Regions from separate parts of the Mus musculus genome. Here all the other regions are linked to region 1. A link is a contact called in public HiChIP or PLAC-seq, capture Hi-C and promoter capture Hi-C data. All regions are on one chromosome and are shown on one strand. Each heading gives the region's core, a stretch centred on a gene start, on an enhancer-like site or on the middle of the called end of the contact. The rest is flanking DNA. Distances are from core to core; before and after follow the strand shown. Region 1 holds the start of Fat3 (FAT atypical cadherin 3). Region 2 overlaps Fat3 (FAT atypical cadherin 3). Region 3 overlaps Slc36a4 (solute carrier family 36 (proton/amino acid symporter), member 4). Region 4 holds the start of Mtnr1b (melatonin receptor 1B). Region 5 holds the start of Deup1 (deuterosome assembly protein 1).

The links. Promoter capture Hi-C pulls out the DNA fragments that hold promoters and counts their contacts. HiChIP or PLAC-seq counts read pairs in DNA pulled down with a chosen protein or histone mark. Capture Hi-C pulls out chosen DNA fragments and counts their contacts.
Region 2: a contact with region 1 is called in an H3K4me3 HiChIP or PLAC-seq map of neural tube, with 5 times the contacts expected there. The contact joins the enhancer-like site here to the promoter of Fat3 in region 1. A contact is called at or near these places in 5 of 484 Hi-C or Micro-C datasets (bone marrow-derived macrophages, cerebellar granule neurons, nephron progenitors and 1 more), 19 of 115 datasets of contacts at active chromatin or transcription factors (SST interneurons, astrocytes, bone marrow-derived macrophages and 13 more) and 1 of 9 other capture datasets (adipose tissue).
Region 3: an H3K4me3 HiChIP or PLAC-seq map of embryonic forebrain shows a contact between it and region 1, with 5 times the contacts expected there. The contact joins the enhancer-like site here to the promoter of Fat3 in region 1. A contact is called at or near these places in 1 of 39 promoter capture datasets (hippocampal neurons), 5 of 484 Hi-C or Micro-C datasets (bone marrow-derived macrophages, cerebral cortex, cortical neurons and 1 more) and 15 of 115 datasets of contacts at active chromatin or transcription factors (SST interneurons, VIP interneurons, astrocytes and 10 more).
Region 4: a contact with region 1 is called in a capture Hi-C map of macrophages, with 8 times the contacts expected there. The contact joins the promoter of Mtnr1b here to the promoter of Fat3 in region 1. A contact is called at or near these places in 6 of 39 promoter capture datasets (embryonic stem cells, hippocampal neurons, liver and 2 more), 3 of 484 Hi-C or Micro-C datasets (bone marrow-derived macrophages and trophoblast stem cells), 15 of 115 datasets of contacts at active chromatin or transcription factors (bone marrow-derived macrophages, craniofacial prominence, differentiating embryonic stem cells and 10 more) and 4 of 9 other capture datasets (adipose tissue, liver, macrophages and 1 more).
Region 5: a contact with region 1 is called in a promoter capture Hi-C map of embryonic stem cells, with 4 times the contacts expected there. The contact joins the promoter of Deup1 here to the promoter of Fat3 in region 1. A contact is called at or near these places in 1 of 39 promoter capture datasets (embryonic stem cells) and 1 of 9 other capture datasets (macrophages).

The regions. Positions count from the first base shown.
Region 1 is chr9:16,500,735-16,503,434 of GRCm38.p6, forward strand. Fat3 (FAT atypical cadherin 3) reads right to left here and starts at 1,320. Exons shown (of 26, transcript NM_001080814.2): 1 at 1,139-1,320.
Region 2 is chr9:15,962,926-15,965,625 of GRCm38.p6, forward strand. It overlaps Fat3 (FAT atypical cadherin 3), which reads right to left. Exons shown (of 26, transcript NM_001080814.2): 18 at 1-41. Among named protein-coding and RNA genes, the nearest start is that of Mtnr1b, 90 kb to the left of the region's middle. Within about 2 kb of position 1,331, at least 13 of the 459 cell types and tissues checked have an H3K27ac peak or open chromatin away from gene starts, as enhancers often do. A contact at or near this core is called in neural tube, where this site is marked.
Region 3 is chr9:15,720,136-15,722,835 of GRCm38.p6, forward strand. Slc36a4 (solute carrier family 36 (proton/amino acid symporter), member 4) reads left to right here. Exons shown (of 11, transcript NM_172289.5): 3 at 565-655; 4 at 1,798-1,886. Among named protein-coding and RNA genes, the nearest start is that of Slc36a4, 12 kb to the left of the region's middle. Within about 2 kb of position 1,281, at least 10 of the 459 cell types and tissues checked have an H3K27ac peak or open chromatin away from gene starts, as enhancers often do. A contact at or near this core is called in cortical neurons and embryonic forebrain, where this site is marked.
Region 4 is chr9:15,873,157-15,875,856 of GRCm38.p6, forward strand. Mtnr1b (melatonin receptor 1B) reads right to left here and starts at 1,400. Exons shown (of 2, transcript NM_145712.2): 1 at 1,082-1,400. The coding sequence starts at 1,304.
Region 5 is chr9:15,626,477-15,629,176 of GRCm38.p6, forward strand. Deup1 (deuterosome assembly protein 1) reads right to left here and starts at 1,370. Exons shown (of 14, transcript NM_001373917.1): 1 at 1,347-1,370; 2 at 178-251. The coding sequence starts at 206. 4930540M03Rik (RIKEN cDNA 4930540M03 gene) reads left to right here. Exons shown (of 5, transcript NR_040746.1): 3 at 1,886-1,953.

The DNA of each region.
Region 1 (2,700 bases), core at 70-2,569:
TTCCGCAAAGTCTAATCTTGGACAATGTTTAAACACTTCCGAAAACACACGAGACAAGAGTCTGCTGGGGGAGAAACAGTGACCGCATTATACTGCCAAAAAGACCCGGGCTCGCCACCTTTCTCCAGCCCGGCCCGATGCATTTTAGCTCAGCGACCCCAGCTGGTCAAGTCCTCTCGCTCACCAAGCGCCACGCGAAATCTGTCCAGTCCACCTCTGTCACCCCCAGCCAGCTCCCTAAGATCCCCAACTGCACTCCGGTGAGCCAATGGTTTCTTTTCCACACCTTCCGGAAAGAACTCGGGGCGGCGAACAGTGCGCCCTCAACGTGCCCACGAGGAGCCGCAAGGGCTGTTCGGCATCCCTGGGATGATCAGACTACCGCTATTCTCTTTTCAAATAGCACGGTCAGTTCTGACGCCCGCCAAAAATCATGCGTTCTCCCAAAGCAGTCGGGTCCATCTCCCGTCAAAACAACAGAAATCCTTTCCTGGCTTCTCGGCTAAACTGTCGCACCAGTTCAAAGTCGGCTGTCATTTAGAACCTTTCACAACCCAAGACTCAGACATAGTATGCAGGGGCAGGCGAACATTCTAGGCTACCCTTCCTGCACCGTGGAAGTGGAGGCTGGGCTCTTTGCTCCGCTCATAGCCTCCTCTAGCATGCACCCAACTTGCGCCTCTGGGTCCTGCAAGTGCATCCATCGGCATCTGCCCCTCTTCCTACTGAGTGCTGCAAGCGCCAGCTACCCAGCGGAATCGCCGCCTGATATCATCCACCTGCAGCCAACGGCCAAAGCTCAGTGAGGACCCAGAGCTGCATGTACAGACCCGAAAGATCGCCCTCCTCTTATTGCTAGCCCTAAACTTAACCAACTCCGGTGCCATTTCCTGGCTCCTGCCGCAGGGCTGTCTCCCTGGGTTCCAGCTGGTAGCGGTAATGACCACAGCTCCAGGCAGCGCCCAGGCAGGAACTTTACAAGGTGAAAAGTTTCCCCCCACTCTCTCTGAGAGCTTTAGCTTTCCGGAGCACCCATCACAGCCTCTCTGTAACCAGGTTGCTGAGGCTGTTCTGAGAAAGGTGCACCCCAGCCAGTGCACCATGCACCCAAATAAGCATGCTAAAAATCCTCACGCACCCTTGCCTTGGTCAGCGATGCGCCCCTGCACCCGACGAGTCCTCCGTGGTCTTCCTTTCAAGTCTAGGGGCGAGCTGGCCACCCCGCCGCCTCCGCCGCAGTGCTCGCCGCGTGCTCCCGGCTGAGGCTAGGGCGGCGAGCGGAGGCGCTAGGCGCTCAGGACGCCGCCACTGCTGCGGGTTGGCGGCGGAGGAGGGGAGTCGGAGGAGGATGGCGGCGGGAGGGGTGGGGAACCCGGGAGCGAGGTCCCAACGCGCAGCCCAGATCACAGCGCAGCCTGCCGGGGGGAGCGGTTCTCGCGTCTGCTCTAGTCAGCTTGCACCGCTACTGCTGGCGGTGGAGAGGTACCGGGTTCTTCTTCGCGGCGGCCGCCGCCGCACTGCCAAACCCCTAGCTTCGCTGTATTCTCCTCCCTCCCGCAGAGCCGCGTCCTCCGGGGGATGGGGGTGGGGGATGACCAGAGATCTCCGAGCGCCACACGAAGAGAAGGGGAGGGAAAGGGGGGCAGGGAGACCCGGCGGTCAGCAGGAGGACGCTAAGGGCGCCTCGCCTGGAAGCTGGACTAATTTTAGAGCCTAGGCATCCTCCACTTCTAGCGTGGCTGGAAGAACGCACCAAAGTCAGACTGACGTTTTCAGAGAGCGCGCACACACCACACTCAATCGTCTCTGCTCTGCTCTGCTCTGCTCTGCTCTGCTCTGCTCTGCTCTGCTCTGCTCTGCTCTGCTCTGCTCTTCAGCCTGCTGCCTAGAATACACTAGACTTCTCTGGACCAGATGAGGAAACCGAGGCACAATGAGACCAACATGGTTTTACCCAAGCTCCTCAGGCTACTTTGAAGCACAGTGGGCACGGCTATCAAACGCTGTACCTCCTGCTGCCCACCCGGGACTCGCATTTCTTTCCCACGCATTTTCAGATCACTGGGATCACCTTTGTGTGGGAGAGAATCAGACTAAAAAGTAACATGACTCATCACCCCCACCCAGTCTGAAACACGGTGGGATGTGAAGACATTCAGAACAGGAATGAGTGAACAGTCTCAGGGGAGCCAGGTGATTAGCAATACCAACCGGTGTGCCCTCTAGGTCCTTTTACTTCTGGATCATCCTCACAAGTCTGAGGATTCATGGCACCCCACCCCACCCCACCCCACCCACACTGCTTCAGTAGAGCTACACTTCAGCCTATGTTCCTTGCCTGTGAGCTCTGAAACATTCCTAACTAACGGCCAGCCCCGGTAAACCTGGGCCAGCGCCAGCCTCCACCCAACCCCCACTGCTGCACAGCAAATCACGTCTGTCTAAAGCAGGCTTTCACCCCAGGGGGTTCCTAGGGTGCCCACTCCCAGGCAGCTTCTCTGGAACTCTGGGACCGAGCAGTAACTCCAAGAGAGATGCTTCCGCAGACATGCTGTAGAGATAAATTTGCTCCTTTTCTTGATTCCTGAATTTCCCTTCCAGGAGCAGAGTCTGTCTCTCCTTAAAGTCTCTGTGCTCAGTCACACCCTTTGAAGAGTTACTAGAATTTGCCTTTTTGGTCTTCCTCTCCCAAGCCTGGGG
Region 2 (2,700 bases), core at 81-2,580, 540 kb before region 1:
ACCACAAGCTGTAAGATGCTGGTACCCACTGGCTTATTTTCCTGTATAAAGGAGTGTTTTAAAAAGGAAGTTAAAATTACACCTCTCATCACATTAAAAAAAAAATCATTACAGGCTGGGAGTGCCAAGCTAGAACACCAGGCATTTGGCAGACAAAATCCTCCCTCTCCACGGTATTTAATGTCTACTGAAAACAGGCTGGAGTTGCAAGCATCCTCTTTCCCATCTCTAGCAGCCTCCTCATAGATGTGTCATGAGATTGTACTCTCTTCAGATGATAACACCAGCCTTTGGCTGAATGGGTTTCTAGGTCCAAAGACACAACCAGGTTCCACCTGTCTGTCACTTTCAGCACTGAGCAACACTCTTTCTACCCTTTGTGATGAAGGTGGAAATCCACCCAGGGCCAGAAAGCACCACCCTGCTGGGATGGGAAGAGTCTTCATACTAGATAAGATGTGGTTAAACAAAGTCTAACACTGTAATACAATGAATGTTACATCAGACATTAGCATGTAAGCAACCTTCTAGTCAATATATAAAACCAAATGGGTTTTTATAATCCACCTCACAACACAGTTGGGTCATGTTCCTCTAGAGGACAGAAAGTAGACAGCACATTTATCAAAATGAGGAGGGACACAATCAATTTCAGCCGCCATTTTGGAAACATGGCTCGAAACAGGAACATGAAGATAGGTCATACCTACTTTTTGGGTCAAAGTTTATCTTCTTCACTTTGAAAGCATTAGATGAAGGTTTTTGTAGGTAGGATCAATATTGGTTTTCTTAATCCTCTGTGTAATAGTTTAGCCTTAGAATCGTTTGGCCTGATAGTAGATTTCTTATTTATCTTGTGAATGGCCAGCTTCAGGATTTAGTATTGTATGGAAATGAAACATTCCAGAGATAAGGACCATGATATGTGGTGCTGGGTGACCAGCAATTCATATGCTGAATTAGTTTATGATAACTAAGTATAGCCAAGCATACTTAATGGTGGATCACATTATAATTCTAGCACTTGGATGAAGAGACAGGAGGATTGTCAAGAGTTTGAGTCCAGCCTTGAATAAGGAATGAGTTCTAGGTAAGTCAGGAGTAAATAGTGAGACTCTGTCTCAAAAATTAAATAATAAAAATTGAAAATTGAAAAGAAAAAAAAACAGAGAAAAAAGATAACCAGGCATTAGGGTAAGCCCATTATTCTTTGTGTAAAAGGAGAGACAGTCTTGAAAAAGGACTAGGAGAGAATCACAGAGGTTTCTTTTCTGCCACATGCCTGCCTGCTTGGTTATCAAGCTCCAGGCACCGCCTCCCTTAGGAGCCTACCGTGGGACCATGTCATCCAGTGAAGATTTACTACCTTACACAGACAACATACTCAGCACTGCACAAAACAGAAGATTTATTGATTTGTTTGCTCATTCTCTGAGGGCCATTTCCTCCACAGAAAAAAACTGAAAGAGTGAGCGAATGTGTGTCCTTGGGGTCACTGTCTAAGAAGGAAGGGTGTGAAATTACAGTCAGGCCCAGCCTGCAGAGGGAGGGGCCCTGACCATGTGCTCTCAGTGCTGACTTCCACACCTGTGAATAGTCTGTCCAGCTGATGGAAGCATGTCATAAAACCAAAGGCTGAGACCACAACCACTGAAATCTAAGAGAAAGTGGAGGAGGTGCAGGGAATGAAGGCAGGAGAGCAATCACACGCATGGCTGCTGGCAGCAGCAGAGGAGAGAAAACCTCCATTTTCTCCAGGAAGGAAGAAGATTGCATTGACAAAGGGGCCAGGGATAAGCATACAGTGGTTGTGCTTATTCATGAACATCTCAGCCTGATTCCCAGATAGTTCAGTGTCAGTAGGGTGAAGGAGGCGATTCATAGACAGCCACACTCAAGTGCTTCCATCTTATCACAAAGTGTTCTCTAGAGACCTAACCATTCTTATTTTGCTCCTTCACAAAGCCCTTGGCAGTACCTGAGAGCCACTGTACTTTTCCAGAATTCCTATGTATCTGTAAGGCATAAAGATAATTTGCTGTGTCTCCAAGCCTTCCACACCCAGTCTGGTTCTCTTTTTCTTCCTACACAGCTTTCCAGCCACCAGCCACCAGCAGAGGAAACTCAGGTACCTTGTTCACAAGCTAACTTCTGAATAATAAACTACTGGAGAAATCGGCCACTTTCACTGAAAGGAGAGCACCAGCTGTAAGTTACTCTATCTTAAAGCCCAACTTAAAGGCAGGTGGCTTTAAAGTCCTAAAAAATTGTCTATGGAAGGTGAATTTTTAAGGAGCTCTATCCTGAAGTCTATGGGATGGTTCATATTGATCTCTATTCTCTGTCAGAAGAATACTTAAAGATGGCCTGTTACTGCAGAAAGATTATTCATATTATATGTTTACATGACAGAGTCAGGTTCAAATTCTGATCATGTGCCAGCTGCATGATCTTGAGATGTCTAGTTAAGCTCATAGACCTATGGCTCTTTCAATTCTATGGTATGTGTGTGCATAGGAGTGGGAAAATCTGTGTCAGTGAACCATCCATGACACATAGCAATGGGAACAGGCTGTGTATACGGAGCATCTAATACTTAGAAGAAACAATACTCAATAACACTTTTCAACAATTGTGGTGGAAATACAGGTTGTTTTCACACCTTCCCTAGGAATAGACAAGTTGGTATTAAATACTAAT
Region 3 (2,700 bases), core at 31-2,530, 780 kb before region 1:
AATAAACACCCCCCGAACAAGTAATTCTAGGCAGATATTCTTGTTTCTTAAGTTTGAATTTTGTAGTCTTCTTAATTTTAGTTTGTTTCTTCTTGGTCACTTCAACTCCAGTGAAGTAGAAACTTCCATGGCCAAGTCTTGAGGGAGCTCATGATAATATAAATTGTTATTTTACCTGCGAAGAGCTTTAAAGCTTGTATATATATATTTTTTGTCTATAACCTCCATTTAGGGTGACAATCACAGATCAAATGTTTAATACTGTAATTAGACAATACAAGTTGTTATATTTTACCAGTCAGACCTTGAGTATTCTTGACACCACAGCAGCAAAGTATCCTATGAGAAACTTGCTATTTTATGTGCACAACACTTTCACTAAACATTTCATTTGATTTCCACAATAAATCTCTGTGCTTGTTTCTGTGAGTGTAGGCAGGACTGGAGCCTAGGGTGATGGAGCCTCGGGTGACTTGGTGCTGCTGCTGGGATGGGAACTATTCTTTGGTGTGTGGGTCCCTAGGTTGAATGCTTAAATCGTAACTTAGGATTTTCACTTCCCAGGTTCCTGCAGACCTTGGTGCATCTTCTCAAGGGGAACATCGGGACTGGCCTTTTAGGGCTCCCCTTGGCTATAAAGAACGCGGGCATCGTGGTAAGCCTGTCATGCTCCCCACTGCAGATACACTTGCTTGTCTGCAAAGATAACTTCTAGGTACCATGTAGCCTGATCTAATATAACCTGGTCGGGTGACGTGTAGGTGGCCATTGGATATTGTCCTGATAGGTATGTGAACTGTAATTATGGTACCTATCTCAGAGTGATATTTACTGCTTTCATTTCTATGTGGTTACTTATTTTAATATTTAACAGCAACAACCTTCACAAGTTTTTTTTGAAAATGGTTTTGTCTCATTTTGGGGGGGGGGTGGAGGGTGATCAGGGGCTTAAGCCATGTACCCATAGTGACTAATGTATTAAGGAATGGATTGCTTTTATTATAGTGTAATTTCTTTAGTATCTTAGAATCAGCATAAGTTTGTATGCAGCATTTATATCTAAGGAAAATAGTTGAAATGAGTAGCAATGTCTTTAAAGACAGATATCAAAGGGTGTGAGAGACAGCTACTATAATGACTGCATTTGAGAACCTTGTTGAGGCAGATTCACGGAGGAAGAAAATTGGATATAATTGTTTTAAAATGGATTGGTTTCCATAGAGATTGTAGCTGTCCCCTTCCCCCACTGTGTTTAACAGTCCTGTATGTAAATTAACTCTGGCGCTTTGATTGTCTAGGTAAGCTTTGCCTGGTTCTGTTTCCCTGCTGTAACCCAGGCACCACTGAGTATGGCAAGTGCAAACCTGAAACTTCCCATGAACCACTTATTATTTCCCAATTGCTGTTCCTGGCACATGTCCAGGTTCTCCAAGAGTGGCCTATAGAAGGATAATGAATTTCTTTTGTCTAGATAAGGGTGCAAGTGTGTATCGTGCCTGTGAGACATGGATGCCGTAGATCTGGCCTGTTGTAAATAGACGTTGTATTTTGTATCCTTTGTTGATTGTCTGTACTCTGTAACAGAGGCTTCAGCTGCAAAGTCAGCAAGGTAGCATCATTGTCTAAATTATCACCCGGAATAATTTCTCTACACTAATGTTTTCATGCCTGTGAAGATTTAGTCAATGAATCCAACAATTTTTTCCTTGTAAATAAATTGCTCATTGACTCATTGCTTGTAAGTTGACTCAGTTTTTAAAAATGAATGTTTAAATCTTCATATTTTTTTCTTCACAGCTTGGACCAATCAGCCTTGTGTTTATAGGAATTATTTCCGTCCACTGTATGCACATATTGGTACGTTGCAGTCACTTTCTATGTCAGAGGTAAATGTGGACTCATTAAGTCTATTTGATTAATTGTAAAGTCTCACGTATGCTTATGGCATCTTTGTCTCCTGTACCTATTGTGCTTTGCATCTCGAGGTTGTATTTCCTTCTACTGTATAGACACAGCTGAGATAATGACCATGGGACTGGCTAGCATTTTCTATACTTACATGAGTCAGGATCTGGTCCCAGATGTCCCTTAGTGTGCCTAGAGAATTGGTCTCAGGATCCCCATAGGTATCTACCAGTGCTTAAGCCCCTCACATAAAATGATGAAACCTCTGCACAACCTTTCAGATGCTATAGTAATCTTTCAGACAGTCTAAGTACCATGCACATTATTATTCTATACTGTTTACCAGATAATAACATGAAAAATAAAGTTGTAGTCAACACAGACATGTTTTTTTTCATAAATTTTCCATATGCAATTGGTTAGGCCACACACGAGGACTTGTGGGTATGGAGGGATGAGTGCTTCCTTTTTTCTTTTTAATGCGTATCATTGTCTGTGTGTATATGATGTATGTGTGTGGCACACCTGTGACACAGCACACCTGTGAAGGAGAGGACAACTCTGTGGCAAGGGTACTCCCTCTGCTTTACATGGCCCTGGGGCTTGACTTCAGCTTGTCAGGCTTTTGTGGCAGGCACCTTAGCTCCCGAGTCATCACGCTGCCATGACTATAGATGTTCAGAAGTCTGCTGGGGAGACGGGAGGGTTCTGTCAGTTAGTAGAAGAGGAAAGGGAAGGTGCAGAGGAAGCCGAGGGACTGTGCCCGAGGAGTGACAACACCAGCCCTTCGGGTCA
Region 4 (2,700 bases), core at 150-2,649, 630 kb before region 1:
CAAACTTGACTCCTGGATTCTTTTATAGATGAAAATTCTCGGCACCCTCTTTCCTCAAGACATTTATATAATTTAGTAAGAATGGCTTTTGCCAAGAGCCTGGCATCTTAGAAAGGCAGTTTAAAGCTTTCCCGTTGTTAATTTTCACACCATTTCCATTTTAGTTGGTCCTGACATGCAAGGTAAGAATGACAAAATTAATAAGAATTGATAAGAATTAATAAGAATTGATAAGAATCAGTGTGTCACTGAGGGCCCTCTCAGGCTCACCTGGTCACACACTGCAGCACCCCATCAGGAGGTGACCTTATACACCCCTGCCTCTGGCCTTGTTACCCTTCAGGGAAAAATTGAAATGAGAATAGATTGGAAAGAAAAAGCATTTTAAGAATTGACACATAATTTAGCCAAATCATTGCTTAGATTCTCACAGTGCGTCCCACAATTTCCCTGTCTTCATTCAGAAAAGCTGGTGTTGATAGAAGTCGCGCCTGCAATGTCTAAACTACACTCTCACTTGGAATTGGATCTTCTAGTGACTAGATGAATTTTTGACATAAAGCTTAGCAGAATCCTGGCATCCATCCATTGCTCACGTCCATACAGTGTACGGTCGTTCTGCCAGCAAGGGTCTTTAAATTACCTAGTGTATGAAGTCAGCTTGGCAGGTAGAGAGAGGCAGTCTGTAACAGGTCAGGAGCGTCTATGGCCGAAGGCGCTCCGTCTAGCAGAAACAGTTGAAACGCCATAGGTAGCTGCAGTGTGTATCTCTACAGCTCTCGCAGCCTGCCACAAATGAGTGCTCAAGAGAAGCCTGGCTCATTCATATTGGCATTAATGTGTCAAGTGTGTCCTGGGCAGCTTCCAGACTAACTTCGCAGGAGGAAACCAGAACTTCCTCTAACTTCTTCAAAGAACCAAAGTCTGGGATTGGATGAATGAATGTGACACCTGCCACTGAGGACAGAACAGGGACATGTGGGTGACAGGTGTGTGAGGAGGTGTTAAGGATCTAAGGTTCGGAGTTCGAACCAGTGGCAAGGTATGGTGGGATCTCAGTGTCAAGGAAGCTTACACTCACCTGCGTTCCGCAGCTTGCGGTTCCTGAGCACTGAGAGGATGACAAGCAGGTTCCCCACGAAGTCCACGGCTGTGGTGACGACGACTACTGTAGATAGCATGGGAGCCACCCAGGGGGCCCGGGCAGTCACAGGGGGCCTGGCTCCGGCTGACCCAGACCAACTAGGGCGCGCTGCCAGCCCGCTGGCCTCACAGCAGTTAGGGATTGAGCTGTTCTCAGGCATCTCGACGCTGCCTGGGATAGATGCACAAGGTGCGCACTGCTTGGGGCGCTCCCGCTGTCCCCTCCCCGCCCAGTGAGTGTTAAGAAGAGGCTGCGGGGAGGGACCTAGAGGAGACAATTAATTGAACGTGGGCAGAGGGGCGGAGAGAAATAAAAGGTCCAGACAGGGACTGGGACTCAGGTGCTGTAGAGAAGAACGCGTCCCTCAGTGGCACGCTCAAGAACAGCGCTACAGCGTCTCTGCGTCTCTGCGCGATTGCCGGAGATCAGCCAGTGCTGGCCCATCTTAGAATGCCTACCAGTGTCTGACCCACTTTAGGTGGCCTAGTTGATAAGGTCTGTGCCCCTAAAAACCAGGGATAGGTAGATCTTTTACTACGTGGAGAAGCTGTGTTCATTTGGGAGCACCCTTCTTTGCGGACTGGAGCAGGTACTGGTTAGAGTTGTCTGATCATCAGAAGGATGGGGTTTGAGACCCCCCCACCCCTGCTAGGCGCTGCTGCTCTAAAGAGCAGGTGACTCCTGAGGAGTGAGGATCAACCCCAAATCTATGAAGCCAACAGTGCTGAACTCTGGTAGGTGACAGGGAAGGTATCCAGCAGCTACATGTTGTGTATTGTGAATGACCGTGAGGTTAGTGCTGGAAAACAAACACTTTTAAAAAATACATGTGTGGATATTGGTTTAAGAATGGTGCTTATATGGGTTCATGGTCCATGGTGGAGGTTATCATAATGTGGGCTTGGGGAAGGGGCAAGAAGATCAGAGAAGCATGAGCACAGGATAGAAAGAAATTTGACCACTGGGTACATATAATGTTCCCTGATCTCGCTTGTGCTGCTTATGTTGGCCCCACTAGAACCACTAACACCAGCTGACCAGGAAACCTGAGTTTATCAAGAGACTGAAAAGGGGATCTCATATTGCCCCAAGGCAAATGGAGTGGGGTTTTAAGATAGGTGCCTGTGCCTGCCTTATATAGTTAATCCTATGTTCACCATCAAAGGACACACAGTTGAGATTAAGCAGAAATTCATAATGAAACTGCATCAACATGAAAATCAAAGGCTATCCTTTCCACACCATTTATCCCACATTTGCCACAGCAGTTTTGTGTGTATCACCCCAAGCCCAAAACACTCCACTAACAGAAGGGTGGGTAAGTCAGCTTCACACACTGGGATAAAAACTGCATGTAAACACAACTGCATGGATTAATGTCAAAGTATCACACAATGCCAGGGGTGGAACCCATATGTACCTAACACACACACATGCACGTTCACACACACACACACACACACACACACACACACACACACACACACACACACACACCTTCATGTGCATATGTGTATTAAGTGAAATAAAAGAAGGCAGTATAATCCAAATACTAT
Region 5 (2,700 bases), core at 120-2,619, 870 kb before region 1:
ACAACATCAGAAAGACTTACACCAGTAGATACTTCATAAGTTACTTGAGATTTTCAGTCTACTTACCGCCTCCCAAACCAATACATCCTTCTTTTAACAATTCACTTCAGAACTCACGCTTCCTCCAGACTTCTGGGCAAAGATGAGCTAATTAGATAGAATTTCTGAAGCACTTACCCTGCTGTGGTATGGGCTTGGTTCTCCATGCCAAGAAATGTCTACATCTGGCTTGGTACTTCTTGATATTTAATCTGTGAGGAGGGAAATTATTTAGAATTATAAAATGCTTAAACATATTAATATAAGATGTTATTTTTGTTGTTGGCATGCCATTTAGGATAGGTTCTCTGAGCATGGACGCTGTTGTTTCAACAGAGAAGGCCCACAGTGGGGGTGGGGGTGGGGGTGGGGGTGGGGTGGGGGTGGGGTTTCTTTGCCTTGATGAAACCAGCAAGCATACCTCCTTAACTCAGCTAGGCAGCTAGGTGTCAGTTGCCTAATTTGTGCAAAAGTTCCTAATTCCTGGTTTGAGAAGTGATATCTAGAAGCCCTCACAGTTTGCATCTTAGTGGAGTGCCTATCCTTTGCCTTTGAGTGTATTCTTTCATTGGTTTTTCTTGACCTTTTAAAAGAGTCGATTGAGCATGAAATTTAGTACGAAGTCCAAAAACAGGAGCTGGAGAACTGGCCCAGCAGTTGGAGGTCATCATGCTTAGAGTGCATAGAGAGGACCCAGCACCGGTCAGGTAGCTCAAAACCACCTAGTCCCAGGGCAATCAGATGCCCTCTTCTTCCCTGGCACCTACATGCCTCAACACACGCACTCGCGCGTGCGCGCGCGCGCACACACACACACACACACACACACACACACTCACAAAGTTGTCCCATTAGTGGACTAATTTAAAAGGATAAATGAACAAAGTGTTAAAATGAACTTAACCTTCCTAAGAAGTATATGAACTGAGAACGAGAAGGAGGGGGGAGGGAAGGAAAAAAAGAAGAGGATGAAGAGGAAGAAGAGGAGGAGGCAAGAGAGGAGAGGGTAAGGGGAGAAAGAAGAGAGTGGAAGAGGGGGAGGTGAACAGGATGAGTAGGAAGGGAAGGGGGCAGGGGAGAGGAAGAACCTCCTTTCAGACCATTTGCCACCACAGGAATTGCAGCAGTGAGACAGACACTGGAGGCGACAGGAGACAAAGCTAAGTCAAAAGGTTCAGACAAATTAAGGAGAGAAACTGAGGCACAGTTCCCTGGGTCGCTGGAAGCAGCAGTCCGGCCGGCCATCTCCTTGCTAGCTGCAGCCTAGGGGAGGGACAGGGCCTGGGTACAGGGAGTCCACCTGTTACCTGTACTGCTGTCTGGAGAGGTCTGCCCTGGCCTGGGCTGCGGGTCCCGCCCGCAGTGCCCGCCCGCCCAGCGCAGTTGGCGGCTGGTTCCCAGTGGGTTGCCATGGAGACGCGGCCTCCGCACCAGTCCGCTTCCTTCTAGCGGGAACTCCCCAGCACTGGCGCGGCCAGGTCAGTCCTCAGCCCGCCCAACCCGCTTAGCTGCGGCCCGCGGCTACCCAGAGGCGCGAGAGAAACGCGGGAGGACACTGCCCAACCAGAGAACCGGTGGGTCACCAAGAACGCCACCGCAGAGACTGGGCCTCAACCCTCTTCCCTTTGAATTCACCTTAGTAACTTCCAGCTGGGAATTGGTTAGGCTCACTCCACTGTCACTGTATTAGCACCATTTAAACCCCTCTCTTCCTCACAGTTCGCTGCGTCCTTGGAAAACTGCCAGTTAGGTGGATCAGGCTGTATTGGGGACAAGGGAGTAGCTTCTAATGGTGGGCACCAACCCGGGTCCTCGGTAACTGATTCCAAATTCTTTCCTCTTTCAGCCACATTCCAACCATAATTGATGACAGAATCTCAGTCTGACCCTGTTGATTTCACTGAGAAAATGACAGTATGTACCATATATATACCATATATGTGTATATATGATATAGAATACACACACAATATAGAAATCACAATACACTTATACATGTACTATTATGAAGATATGGGCACAGGGGAAAAATTCCTGAACAGAACAGCAATGGCTTGTGCTGTAAGATCGAGAATCGACAAATGGGACCTAATGAAACTCCAAAGTTTCTGCAAGGCAAAAGACACCGTCAATAAGACAAAAAGACCACCAACAGATTGGGAAAGGATCTTTACCTATCCTAAATCAGATAGGGGACTAATATCCAACATATATAAAGAACTCAAGAAGGTGGACTTCAGAAAATCAAATAACCCCATTAAAAAATGGGGCTCAGAACTGAACAAAGAATTCTCACCTGAGGAATACCGAATGGCAGAGAAGCACTTGAAAAAATGTTCAACATCCTTAATCATCAGGGAAATGCAAATCAATACAAGTCATATATATTATATATGTATGTGTATATATTTATATGACATAATACAGACAATAGAGAAATCACACAGATACATGTACTATATACAAGTCACACATATAAAAATATATGTGTATATATGACATAGAAAGCACACATGATATAGAAATCAACACACTGATACATGTACTGATATATATGTATATATATATCAGTATATACACATATATATGTATATATCAGTACATGTATCATATATATATATGTATATACATATATATATATATCACATACATAAATAGGTG